2 separate regions of the Sus scrofa genome follow, and region 1 is linked to region 2. Evidence: chromatin contacts called from public Hi-C data. All regions are on one chromosome and are shown on one strand. The core of a region is the stretch at or near the end of the contact, and the rest is flanking DNA. Distances in the headings are between cores, read along the strand shown. Region 1 overlaps TPD52 (tumor protein D52). Region 2 overlaps PAG1 (phosphoprotein associated with glycosphingolipid-enriched microdomains 1).

Region 1 (5,808 bases), core at 974-3,473, 960 kb after region 2:
TATTGCCGCCAGCCTACAGCATCTCGGGATCCAAGCCACATCTTCGACCTCCACCGCAGCTCAGGCAACACCAGATCATTAACCTGATGAGAGAGGCCAGGGATCGAATCTGCATCCTCATGGATACTAGTCGAGTTCCTTAACCACAGAGCCATGAAGGAAACTCCCCATTTTGTGTTTTGATCACAGGAAATCTCCACCTTTTGGTATCAGATATCACAGAACAGGTTAATCATTCAAAGCTTACTCTTTCCTTTGGTCAAGGGTCTCACTGTGGGGTGGTTTGTTGATTCATCATGGGCCGCTTAGACCTGAATTGTCCATGTTGCCGTGTGGACAGCAGAGGGGTCTCCAGCCAGTGTCCATGGCTGCATTTTCTCTTCCGTTCCATGAACATCTACAAGGTAACTTCCCAAATGTTATTTATGTAGATTCACTCTTCCTCTTAAGACTTTTCTAATGTACAGAAAGATGCAGCCCTGGTTTGTTTATTTATTTATTTATTTATTTATTTGTCTTTTGTCTTTTTAGGTCCACACCCTCAGCATGTGGAGGTTCCCAGGCTAGGGGTCGAATCGGAGCTATAGCCACTGGCCTACACCACAGCTCACAGCAAGGCGGGATCTGAGCCGTACCTGCAACCTACACCTTAGCTCATGGCAATGCCGGATCCTTAACCTTGAGTGAAGCCAGGGATCGAACCTGCATCCTCCTGGATCCTGGTCAGGTTCGTTAACCACTGAGCCACAACAGAAACTCTAGCCCTGGTTTATTTAAAAAAAAAAAAAGCACTTTGGTTATTTCTAGTGTTTGAGAAAATAGGATCCATATAAAAATCTGACATTTTAGTTTTATGCTGTCCTATTTGAAATTCTAAAAACACTGAAAAATATCAAAGGGAAATCCCTTAGCTCAGAGTCCTTTTCCTTCTGTTTTATTCCTTTTCTTGATTTCTACTCTGTGTCATTCTCACTTCTTTTTTAGGGAAGTGGTTATCACTTCTTGAAAGTTTTTCATGATTGTCAAGATCTTACATAGTACATATATGGTTTACAAAATAAAAGTCGGAGCAGAATTGATGTAGAACCTTCTTATTGCTACAGAGGAAATTGAAGGATGGAATGAGTTCCCCTCTGGGGATCCCTAAGTTCCTCAGTGGTTGACCTTTCAGCACCTGCCCCTGTTTCATAGAGTGTCCTGGTTCCTAGTTTTACACTTGACTGGAGTTGAGGGGATGGCTGGCTTTGAAATAACTGACTAAAGATTCCCTCCTCTCTCTTTTTTAAAGGTGAAAGTGATTCAGGGGTCAGTGTAGGAGTCTCTGGAGGGAGCACATGAGGCATTTGAAAATTCTAAAGTCAGAGTTCTCACTGTGGGTCAGTGGTAACGAACCTGACTAGTATCCATGAGAATGCAAGTTCGATCCCTGGCCTCCACTTCTCCTGGTGGCATTGCTGGGGCTGTGGACAACAGCCTCAGCTCTGATTCAACCTCTAGCCTGGGAAATTCCATGTACTGTAGGTGCAACCCTAAAAAGACAAAAAAAAAAAAAAAAAGAAAGAAAGAAAATTCTTTTTAATTTTGTTTATTGCTTAGTGAATTTTATTACATTTATAGGTATACAACAATCATCACAAACAAATTTGAAGGTATTTCCATCCCAAACCCTCAGTGCATCCCCCATCCCCCAACCTGTTTTATTTGGAAACCATAAGTTTTTCAAAGTCTATGAGTCAGTATCTGTTCTGCAAAGAAGTTCATTGTGTCCTTCTTTCAGATTCCACATGTCAGTGATAGCATTTAATGTTGGTGTCTCATTATCTGACTGATTTCACTTAGCATGATAATTTCTAGGTCCATCCATGTTGCTGCAATTGCCGTTCTTTCTTTCCTTTTAATGGCTGAGTAATAATTCCATTGTGTATATGTACCACATCTTCTTGGTCCACTCCTCTGTCGATGGACATTTAGGTTGTTTCCATGTCTTGGCTATTGCAAATAGTGCTGCAATGAACATAGGAGCACATGTGTCTTTTTGAGTCATGGTTTTCTCTGGATAGATGCCCAGGAGTGGGATTGCTGGATCAAATGGTAGTTCTATTTTTAGTTAAGAAAGAAAATTCTAATGCTCTTCCTTAGCCATCTCTCTTCCTCCTCCACTCTTATGTGGGGAGGGTGACCTTCTTGGGCAGAAAGCTGACCGCTGCTCAGGGCCCCACTGCTTTCAGATCTGAGTCCCATTTGACTTGCAAGCTCTCTTTGTCCTTTTTCCATCCCTGCTGCCTGCCCCGCTCCCGGCCTGCAGGAATTTCCTCTTTAATGACCCGGTCACTGCCCAGTTCCTCTCCTAGGCTCCTGGCTCTTTCCCAATGGAGTGACTCTGGTTTCCTCAGCTTTCCTGTTCCTCGCCACCTCGACAGTGATGAGTTGCCTCCTTTTTCTCTCCTAAGGTTTGACTGTTCTCACCATGAGCAAGTAGGGGGAAGTGACAGATGAGACCAAGTTTCATGGCCCCATGCTCCCGAATCCCTTTGTAGATACAGACTGTTGCCTTTGGAATGGGTGGGCAATGAGATCCTGCTGTATAGCACTGGGAACTATGTCTAATCACTTCTGATGAATCTATACATGTATGTGTAACCGGGTCAAAACGCTGTACAGTAGAAAATTGACAGAACACTGTAAACACCAGCTATAATGAAATTAATTAATTTTTAAAAATAAAGATTAATTGGTGTCAAATAGCAGGTATCAGAGACCTCCTTGCGTTAAGTCGGGGGGACACTTTTGCTCCCCCCACCCCGGGTAGGCATCTGGCCACATCTGGAGAAGGTTTGAAGACAATTTTGGTGGTTATTTCTGAGTGTGGGGAGGGGCTGCTGCAGACCCTAACTGAGTGGATGCCTGGACCACCCCCAGGACGATGCCTAGGAGAGAGCCTCTCCCCCCAAGAAGGTCTGGCTCAAAATGTCCATCTTGTCACATCTGGGAAGCTTTGTCTTAAGTGGATCCTTTGCTTTTAGGGTCTCTTAAGGAGAGCCACTTTGATGTGGCCACCTCCAAGTATTCCTCCCCCTCTTCTGGATTTTGTCACATTTGGAAACAAAGAACAAGACCCAGAAAGCTGGAGCCCTGAGCAGAGACTTTGAAAGTGAAAAAAAAAAAAAAAAAAAAACCTTTATCTTGTGATCTTTGTGGATATGACCACTACAGATATTTTGAACTATATGTTGTACTGTTTTTGGTGTCCCTAGGTGAAAAAACAGAGGCACATACTTCTTGTATGTGCTTAAAGAAAAGGATCCTAGAGACACTAGTTTCTTATTCCTACTCTCATTGCCTCTTTGAAGACTACGTAAGAAAGGTGTATACAGTTTTGTTTTCCAGAGATGCTTCTAGGGCTTGATGATAATCTTACAAATTCTTTCTTGGGTAGATAGTGTTTTAACATTGACTTTAAGAGCTGGTATCCTAGACTGCTTTTCTGGCCACTTCTTTCCTCCTAACTGAATTTTCTTGGGTGTGGCTGATGTCTGTTCTTCCTGCTGTGGTGTCATTTGAGCCACACTATTCAACCCTCATGCGTTTGGCTGTGTACACACTCTCTATAAATGAAGACAGGTACCCCGCCCCAAGTCGTAGCAATCTTTTGGTAGATTATGTATGAGACAGAGTGGTATTTCTTTAGGAAAGTGACATTGGGGAGTTCCCATTGTGGCGCAGTGGAAATGAATCCGATTAGTATCCATGAGGATTCGGGTTTGATCCCTGGCCTCAGTGGTTCAGGGATCTGAGGTTGCCATGATCTGTGGTGTAGGTTGCAGATGCAGCTCAGATCCCGAGTTGCTGTGGCTGTGGCATAGGCCGGCTGCTGTAGCTCCGATTCGACCCCTAGCCTGGGAACTTCCATATGCTGCAGGTGTGGCTCTAAAAAGCAAAAACAAAACAAAGCAAAAGAAAAGTGACATTTTATGTCTGTTTCAAATAGGAAAATCCTTTGTAGGGGAAAGCAGTGCAGTGGGAAGGAAATATATAAAATGAAAAGAGAGGCAGTGTAGACAATGACGGGAGATTGGGTTCTTATCTCTCCTTCTAACTCCACAGGGTGTCTTCCTACAATTTATTTATTCAGAATGCTGCTGAGCAACTGCTGTGTGACACACACAGTGCCCCAGATACTGTACAGGGCTGAAGCTTTGGGATCAGAGCACAGGGCTAAGGGCAAATGTTTCCCAGCCTAGCAGGCTGCATTCTAAGTACAGTAGACACTGTACAGAGGGTGTTATGCCCAGAGATAGCCCGGGTTACAAGGTTCAGGAAATTCCTCTAAGAGCAGGAGACTTTTCCTACTGATGTATTAAAATGAATGGCACTTGGGAGTTCCCGTTGTGACTCAGTGGATTAAGGACCTGACATTGTCTTTGGGAGGAGGCTGCTTCAGTCCCTGTCCTCGCTCAGTGGGCTGAGGAGCTGGCATTGCTGCAGGCCGCCTCAGAGGTTGCAGATGGGGCTCAGATCCTGTGTTGTGGTGGTGTAGGCCTGCTGCTGCAGCTCTGATTCGAGCGAGCCCTGGTCCAGGAACTTCCATATGCCACAGATGCAGCTGTAAAAAGAAACAAAAAATAAATAAAATGAATGGGACTTGGAAATAAGAAGGGAATTTCAGGAAGAGAAAATAAAATGCGCAAAGCCATAAACAAGGAAAGCAGCATTTGAAAAGAAATGGTGAAGACGGTTGTACAACATCATGAATATAATTGATGCTGCTGACTTGTATGTTTAAAAATGTTTAAGATGAAGTTCCAGTCGTGGCTCAGTGGAAACGAATTTGACTAGCATCCATGAGGACACAGGTTTGATCCCCGGCCTTGCTCAGTGGGTTAAGGATCTGGCCTTGCTGTGAGCTGTGGTGTAGTTCTCAGACGGCGCTTGGCTCTGGTGTTGCTGTGGCTGTGCTGTAGGCCAGCAGCTACAGCTCTGATTCGACCTCTAGCCTGGGAACCTCCATATGCCAAGGGTGCAGCCCTAAAAAGACAAAAAAATGGACAAACAAAACAAAATTGGTTAAGATGAGTGGTCTAGGGGTTAGGAGTTGGCACTAATCATTGATGTGACTTGGGTTCAGTCCCTGGTCTGGGAGCTGTGATCCCACATCAAGCCGTTACATGCCACAGCCAAAAAAAAAAAAAAAAAAAAAAAAATTAAAGGTGGCCAATTGTATGTTATGTATGTACCATAATAAAAAATTAAATGGAAAAAATAAGTATCGGAGGCAGCTAATTTTTTCTTACTTTTTGAGTTAATACATCCCTTTAAAAATAAACATTTCCCTAAAGGAACTGCAGGTTAAAGGATGGAGTGAGAGCCCTTGGGGTGGGAGTGGGGCTGAGAGTGAACAGCAGCAGAAGATGGGGTGGGTGGCTTCCAGATTGTCAAGAGCAATGAGCTTTCTAGGAGCGGGGCAGCCACACAAGGATTTAAGAACAGGGGTGCCATGGTCAGAGTCTTGTTTTAGAAAGCTCACTTTGGTCGCAGGGCGGTGAATGGATTGACCCGACAGATACCATCAAGGCGCTTTGGGGCAAGAATCTAAGCAGAAAATGGTGAGAGCCTGAACTAAGGCAGGAGTGGTGGGATCGGAGGTGGGTGCGAGGGGCACTCCTGGGAGGGTAAATGGAGAAGAAGGAAAAAAAAAAAAAAAAAACAGAGGCGGGCCATGGGAAGGTATCAGAGGACTGGAGACCTCAGACGGAAGGAGCTTTGGTGCTTCATGTCTTGGAGATGTCCAGTGAGACCTTGACTGAGAAC
Region 2 (5,740 bases), core at 1,193-3,692:
ATGCTCCTGTTTTGCATTTGGGGTGAGTAAACTAAGGCCTGGACCACAGGTTGGGGTGACTTGCCGAGGGGGGCTTTGGAGTGGAGTCCAGTACACTCCACACACTCCTCCCTGCTCTGCTCAGAACCACCCCCCACCTCGCCCCGCCCCTGGACATGAGTTCACTCCCCGATTCAGGCATTTCACATCGAAACACACGTTGTTCTCTCTGCAGGAGGACGCAGCCCTCTGCCCCCATGTCACCACCTTGCAGCGACTGACGGACTCCATCAGCCTGTGTCACTTCTGCCGCCATCATGGGACCCGAGGGCAGCTTGCTGAGTGGGGGACAAATGCAGATCGTCCTGTGGGAAAGCCTGGCGGCCGTGGCCACCTTCTTCCTCATCACCTTCCTCATCTTTCTGTGTTCCAGTTGTGACAGGTGAGAGCCAGCCCTATCCACAGGAACCTACACATAACACGGTTCCCTGGACCCAGTTGATTTTCTGTACAAAAAGCTGTGAGGAATGGCCTCTCACTGCATAAACAGTCCCAGAAACTTGTGTGTTAAAATTAGCCAACTTCTGGAGTTCCCATCATGGCTCAGCAAATATGAATCTGACTAGTGTCCATGAGAACATGGGTTCGATCCGCGGCCTCGCTCAGTGGGTTAAGGATCTGGTGTTGCTGTGAGCTGTGGTGTGGGTCACAGATATGGCTTGGATCCTGAGTTGCTGTGGCTGTGGTGTAGGCTGGCAGCTGTAGCTCTGATTTGACCCCTAGCCTGGGAACCTCCATATGCTGCAGGTACAGCCCTAAAAAGACCAAAAAAAAAAAAAAAAAAAAATTAGCTGACTTCTCAGCCGCAAAGGGGCCTTGGACACTTTTTATTAGTTCAATGAAAAACCATATTTGATTTTGCTGGGGAGCAGTCAGAAGAGCCCTGTAGATGAAACTTCCCAGGAGGAAATTTTTGCTCTTCCTGATCAGAATTTATGTTGTTTTTTCCCATCTGTGGGCATTTGGAAATCTAAGACATTTAAATCTAAATCTTAATGTGCATTAAAGACACTGTTTTTGCTGCCCCTTGAGAATTACTGAGAATTTTCGTTGCTGCGTGGCTTTGGAGGGATCATTTTGTGAAAGGTTTGTAATCTAGAATTGCAGTTAAGAAAGATCTGTTTTCCGAAAAGACACTCTGTGTATAAATGCTCATCTTGTCTTTTTTTTTTTTAGAATTATACTCTCTCTCTCCCCTCCTCCCCCTTTCCTCCTCCCCTCCCCCTTCCCTCCTCCCCTCTTTGATTCTCTCATATAAAATGTATCCCGCTGCCAAAAAAAAAAAAAAGAGGTATTTTCTTGGAGAGGAGTAAAATCTTTTCTGACCAGGAGTGATTTTCCAGGTGTTCAGACATTGTTAGCAGCATGCGCAGCCCTCTTCCAGCCTCTTTCTCAATAACCTTGGAAGAGACCTGACGATTGCCATTTAAAAACTGGAGGTGAAAAAAATAAAAAAATAAAAACTGGACTTGGATGTCTGGATGTGGCTTCCAGCCCTAAGGTCTCTGTCCAGAGGGGAAAATCCGGACTTTCTGAACTCAAGTAGCCTCAGAAACCCTGCCTGGTTTGGACCCAGGCTTCCAGGGTGGGGACAGAGTCTGACTTGGCCAGGAAGCTGAAGAAATAAGAGTCTCCTTCTAGTGCAGTGTTCCCTCCCCTGCGCCTGGGAGCGCCTGCCTCTGCAATCATTTACATGCCCACTAGGTGTCACTGTTGCCTTATACATCAATGGGAGACGCACCCTCTCCTCCTGATGGCTTGCTTTAGCCTGTCCCAAGTAAAAATAAATTCTATTTTTACTCGATGGACTTTTCCATAAACTGGAAGTACTTATGACTCATCCTGAGAGCATGTACCCTTCTCAACACGCCAAAAGTTGTATTTTCTTTATTTTCACCATCTCATCCCAGTGTGTGACTTTGCAGAGACTGAATTAAGAAAAATGAAGAGACGAGAATTGTCCAGATTTCCTTAAAAAAAAAAAAGAAAAAGAAAGAAAGAAAAACTCATTCTAGTATTCTAGATATAAACAGTTTCCAGTCAGGAAACTTCCCCAGTTCTCTCCTTAACTTGTATTTTCTACTCTTGGAGGAAAGGGAGGGCGAGAGAGGTGACCAGCCCTTCGTGGGGACGTGACCCCCTCCCCCTCCAACCCGCTGCCTGCAGAGGAGGGGCAGCGAAAATTGTCTGGCTTCGGCTTCCTTGGCAAAATAAACTGGGTTCTTAAAAGGGAGATTTAAATGTTGATAAAAGTTCGGATCGGAAAGGGGAGCATATGTTTGATCTCAGATGGCAAGGAGGATGTCCCAGCGACGTTTCCTTTTCTGTTTCAGAGAAAAGAAGCCAAGACAGCACAGCGGGGACCACGAGAATCTGATGAATGTGGTGAGCCCATGTGTGCATGTCTGCCTCTGTGTGTGTGTGTTTTAAAGCATCAGCCACTTACCTCGGCCCATCCCTACAGGCTTAGGACCTGAAGGAAACCAGGAAAGGAACTCAGCTGGAGTTAACTGTCTGCCTGGGCTGTGTCCTCCTTCTGTAGGTTTATATTCACCGTGGCTAGAGGCCTGTGCCATTGGCCAGGTTTTTAGGAATTTCTGAAACATATGCACTTGTGCCCCTTCTGGAAAGATCTTCAAATGCCTCCAGCCTACCACAGGGATGTTCTGGTTTGCCTCTGCCCAGCTCCAGCCTGAGTGTGTTAGTCGGCCAGGGCTGTAGTAACAAAGGACCACAAACTGAGTGGCTTAAGTAAGAAATGTATCACCTCACATTTCTGGAGGCTAGAAATTTGAGATCAGGGTGGTGGCGGGGTTCCTCCTGAGAGCTACCATGGCAAATCCTTTCTGGGCCACTCTCCTAGCTTCTAGTGGTCAGCTGGCAGTTCCAGCGATGCTGGGTTTCTGTGTTCACTCTCACATGGCTTTCTCCGTGTCACTCTTCATACCATCTTCCCCTTCTGCATGTATTCCCTCTCTGAGTTCCCCTTGGAGCCTCACAAAAAAAGAGCCTCACCTTCACCAGTCTCATCTGCAACGATCCTATTTCCAAATAAGGTCAATTCTAAGGTTTGGGGGGCCAGGACTTACGGATAGAAATTGGGGGAGGGTACAAGTCAACCCATGACATTGGATGGTGGCTTTGGAAGATTCTCAAGACCTTTAAAATTTTAGGACAGCCCTAGGAGTTCCCGCCATGGCTCAGTGGTAATGAACCCAACTAGGATCCATGAGGATGCGGGTTAGATCCCTGGCCTTGCTTAGTGGGTTAAGATTTCAGCATTGCCCTGAGCTGTGGTGTAGGTTGCAGACGCGGCTCGGATCTTGCATTGCTGTGGCTGTGGTGTAGGCTGGCAGCTGTACCTCTGATTTGACCCCTAATCTGGGAACTTCCATATGCCGCAGGTGCGGCCCTAAAAAGACAAAAAGAAGACAGAACAGCCCTGTCCAACAGAACCTTCTACCAGGATGGACGTGTTCTGTAGCTGGAGGAGATCCGGCAACCACTGTCCCCATGGGGCTATTGAGCACGTAGTATGTGACTAGTACAGCTAAGGAACTTGAGGTTATTTCATTTCTCTTAATTTAAATCTAAGCGGGAGTAACCATTGTGGCACAGTGGAAACGAATCTAGCTAGGCTCCGTGAGGATGTGGGTTCCATCCCTGGCCTCGCTTAGTGGGTCAGGGATCAGGTGTTGCCGTGAGCTGTGGTGTAGGTCACAGATGCAGCTTGGATGCCGCATTGCTGTGGCTGTGGCATAGCCCGGCAGCTGCAGCTCCAATTTCACCCCTAGCCTGGAAACCTCCATATGCCGCACCTGCAGCCCTAAAAAGCAAAAAAAAGAAAAAAAAAAAAAAAAAAGGAAAAAAAGAAAAAGCCATGGCTGTTCCCTTCTGCCACATAGTCTGATTCTGTTGGCATTTTTGTTTTCGCAGCCTTCTGACAAGGAGATGTTCAGCCGTTCAGTCACCAGCCTGGCCACAGATGCGCCTGCCAGCAGCGAGCAGAATGGGGCCCTCACCAACGGTGACAGTAAGTTCCGCAAGAATACCAGCTTTCTAGACAGGCCTTATCACCTCAGAAAGGACTCGATTTCAGAAAATGTAGCTCAGAGTTCCTACTGTGGCTCAGCTAAGAACCTGACGTAGTGTCTTTGAGAATGTGGGTTCCATCCCTGGCCGTGTTCACTGGGTTAAGGATCCCGTGTTGCTGTAGCTGTGATGTAGTCCGGCAACTGCAGCTCCAATTTGACCCCTAGCCTGGGAACTTCCATGTGCCGCAGGTGCAGCTGTAAAAAGAAAAAGGAAAATGTAGCTCAAAAAACTAGGAAATATAGGCGTTCCCATTGTGGCGCAGCAGGAACGGATCTGACTAGGAACCATGAGGTTTCGGGTTCGATCGCTGATCCCTCTCAGCAGGTTAAGGTTCTGGCATTGCCGTGAGCTGGGGGGTAGGTCACAGATGTGGCTCAGATCCCCCGTTGCTGTGGCTGTGGCATAGACTGGCGGCTGCAGCTCTGATTGGACCCCTAGCCTGGGAACCTCCAATATGCCGCTATTGTGGCCTTAAAAAGCAAAACAAAACAAAACAGCTAGGAAATGTGGTCTTCCTCACTTTTAGTATTACTACCAGTTTTAGCAAAAATAATCTCATTGGATGAAAAATTTAATATGTATTCATTGATTTTTGTGTGCCATTGCTCTAAGATCTGTAAGTGTACTAATTCATTTATGCTAACAACTACCCTATAAGATCACTATTATTTAACCTATAAGATGACTGTTACTAACAGTACTACTGCATTGGAAGATAGGGATTATTCTCCATGATATACAGGCAAGGCAACTGAAATTGCGCTGCTGCAACAAATTACCACAAACTTCGTGCCTTAGAACAACATGGACTTATTAACTTATAGCTCTGGAGGTCCAAGTCTGAACTGGGTCTCCCTGGGCTAAAAGCAAAGTCTCAGCAGGGCTGCATTTCTTCCCCAAGGCTGGAGGGAAGAGTCCAGCTCCTTGCCTGTTCAGCTTCTAGAACCACTGCATTCCTTGGTCCTGGCTTTCCTTCCATCTTCAAATCTTTTTCCAACTCTCTTGCCTCCGACTTTTGACTTACAAGGACACAATAATTTCACTAGGGCCACCTGGATGACCCAGACTACCCCTCGGTTAAGATCAGCTGATAGTTCATCTATATCCTTAATTCTTCTCTTGCCACATGAAGAAACTCACTCTCCGAATTCAGGGGTTAGGATGTGGACGCCTGTGGGGACCATCGTTCTGCCTGGCTCGGAGAGGTTAATAATTTTCCTATGATCTTATGGTCAGCATGCTGAGGATGTGTTGTTTGAACCCCCATCTGAGTCCTGGCATAGGCAGGGACCACTCTGCACACTGCCTGCTTCATGCACCAGATGCTCTAGCTGACCAAAGTCCTGACTACTTATTTTATTTTATATTTTATTTTATTTTATTTTATATTTTATTTTACTTTAGCTTTTGAGGGCCACACCCACGGCCTATGGAAGTCCCCAGGCTAGAGGTCGAATCAGAGCTACAGCTGCCAGCCTACACCACAGCCATACCAACTCAGGATCCGAGCCACAATGGGAACTCCTACGCTCTATATTCTTTATGTATAACTGTAGGTAAGTGTAAATGTATATTTAAATAATTTTAATATTAAACATTTATATAG

Evidence for each region. Hi-C and Micro-C count contacts between places; a contact is called where the count stands out from the background.
Region 1: a Hi-C map of embryonic fibroblasts shows a contact between it and region 2, with 2.2 times the contacts expected there. The contact joins two enhancer-like sites. A contact is called at or near these places in 9 of 47 Hi-C or Micro-C datasets (embryonic fibroblasts, fetal heart ventricle, fetal skeletal muscle and 5 more).

The regions. Positions count from the first base shown.
Region 1 is chr4:56,553,803-56,559,610 of Sscrofa11.1, forward strand. The region is part of intron 1 of TPD52 (tumor protein D52); the gene reads left to right. Among named protein-coding and RNA genes, the nearest start is that of MRPS28, 51 kb to the right of the region's middle. Within about 2 kb of position 2,224, at least 17 of the 83 cell types and tissues checked have an H3K27ac peak or open chromatin away from gene starts, as enhancers often do. A contact at or near this core is called in embryonic fibroblasts, fetal skeletal muscle and skeletal muscle, where this site is marked.
Region 2 is chr4:55,591,334-55,597,073 of Sscrofa11.1, forward strand. PAG1 (phosphoprotein associated with glycosphingolipid-enriched microdomains 1) reads left to right here. Exons shown (of 9, transcript XM_021089173.1): 4 at 215-421; 5 at 2,373-2,424; 6 at 3,976-4,072. The coding sequence starts at 297. Among named protein-coding and RNA genes, the nearest start is that of PAG1, 140 kb to the left of the region's middle. Within about 2 kb of position 2,443, at least 20 of the 83 cell types and tissues checked have an H3K27ac peak or open chromatin away from gene starts, as enhancers often do. A contact at or near this core is called in embryonic fibroblasts, fetal skeletal muscle and skeletal muscle, where this site is marked.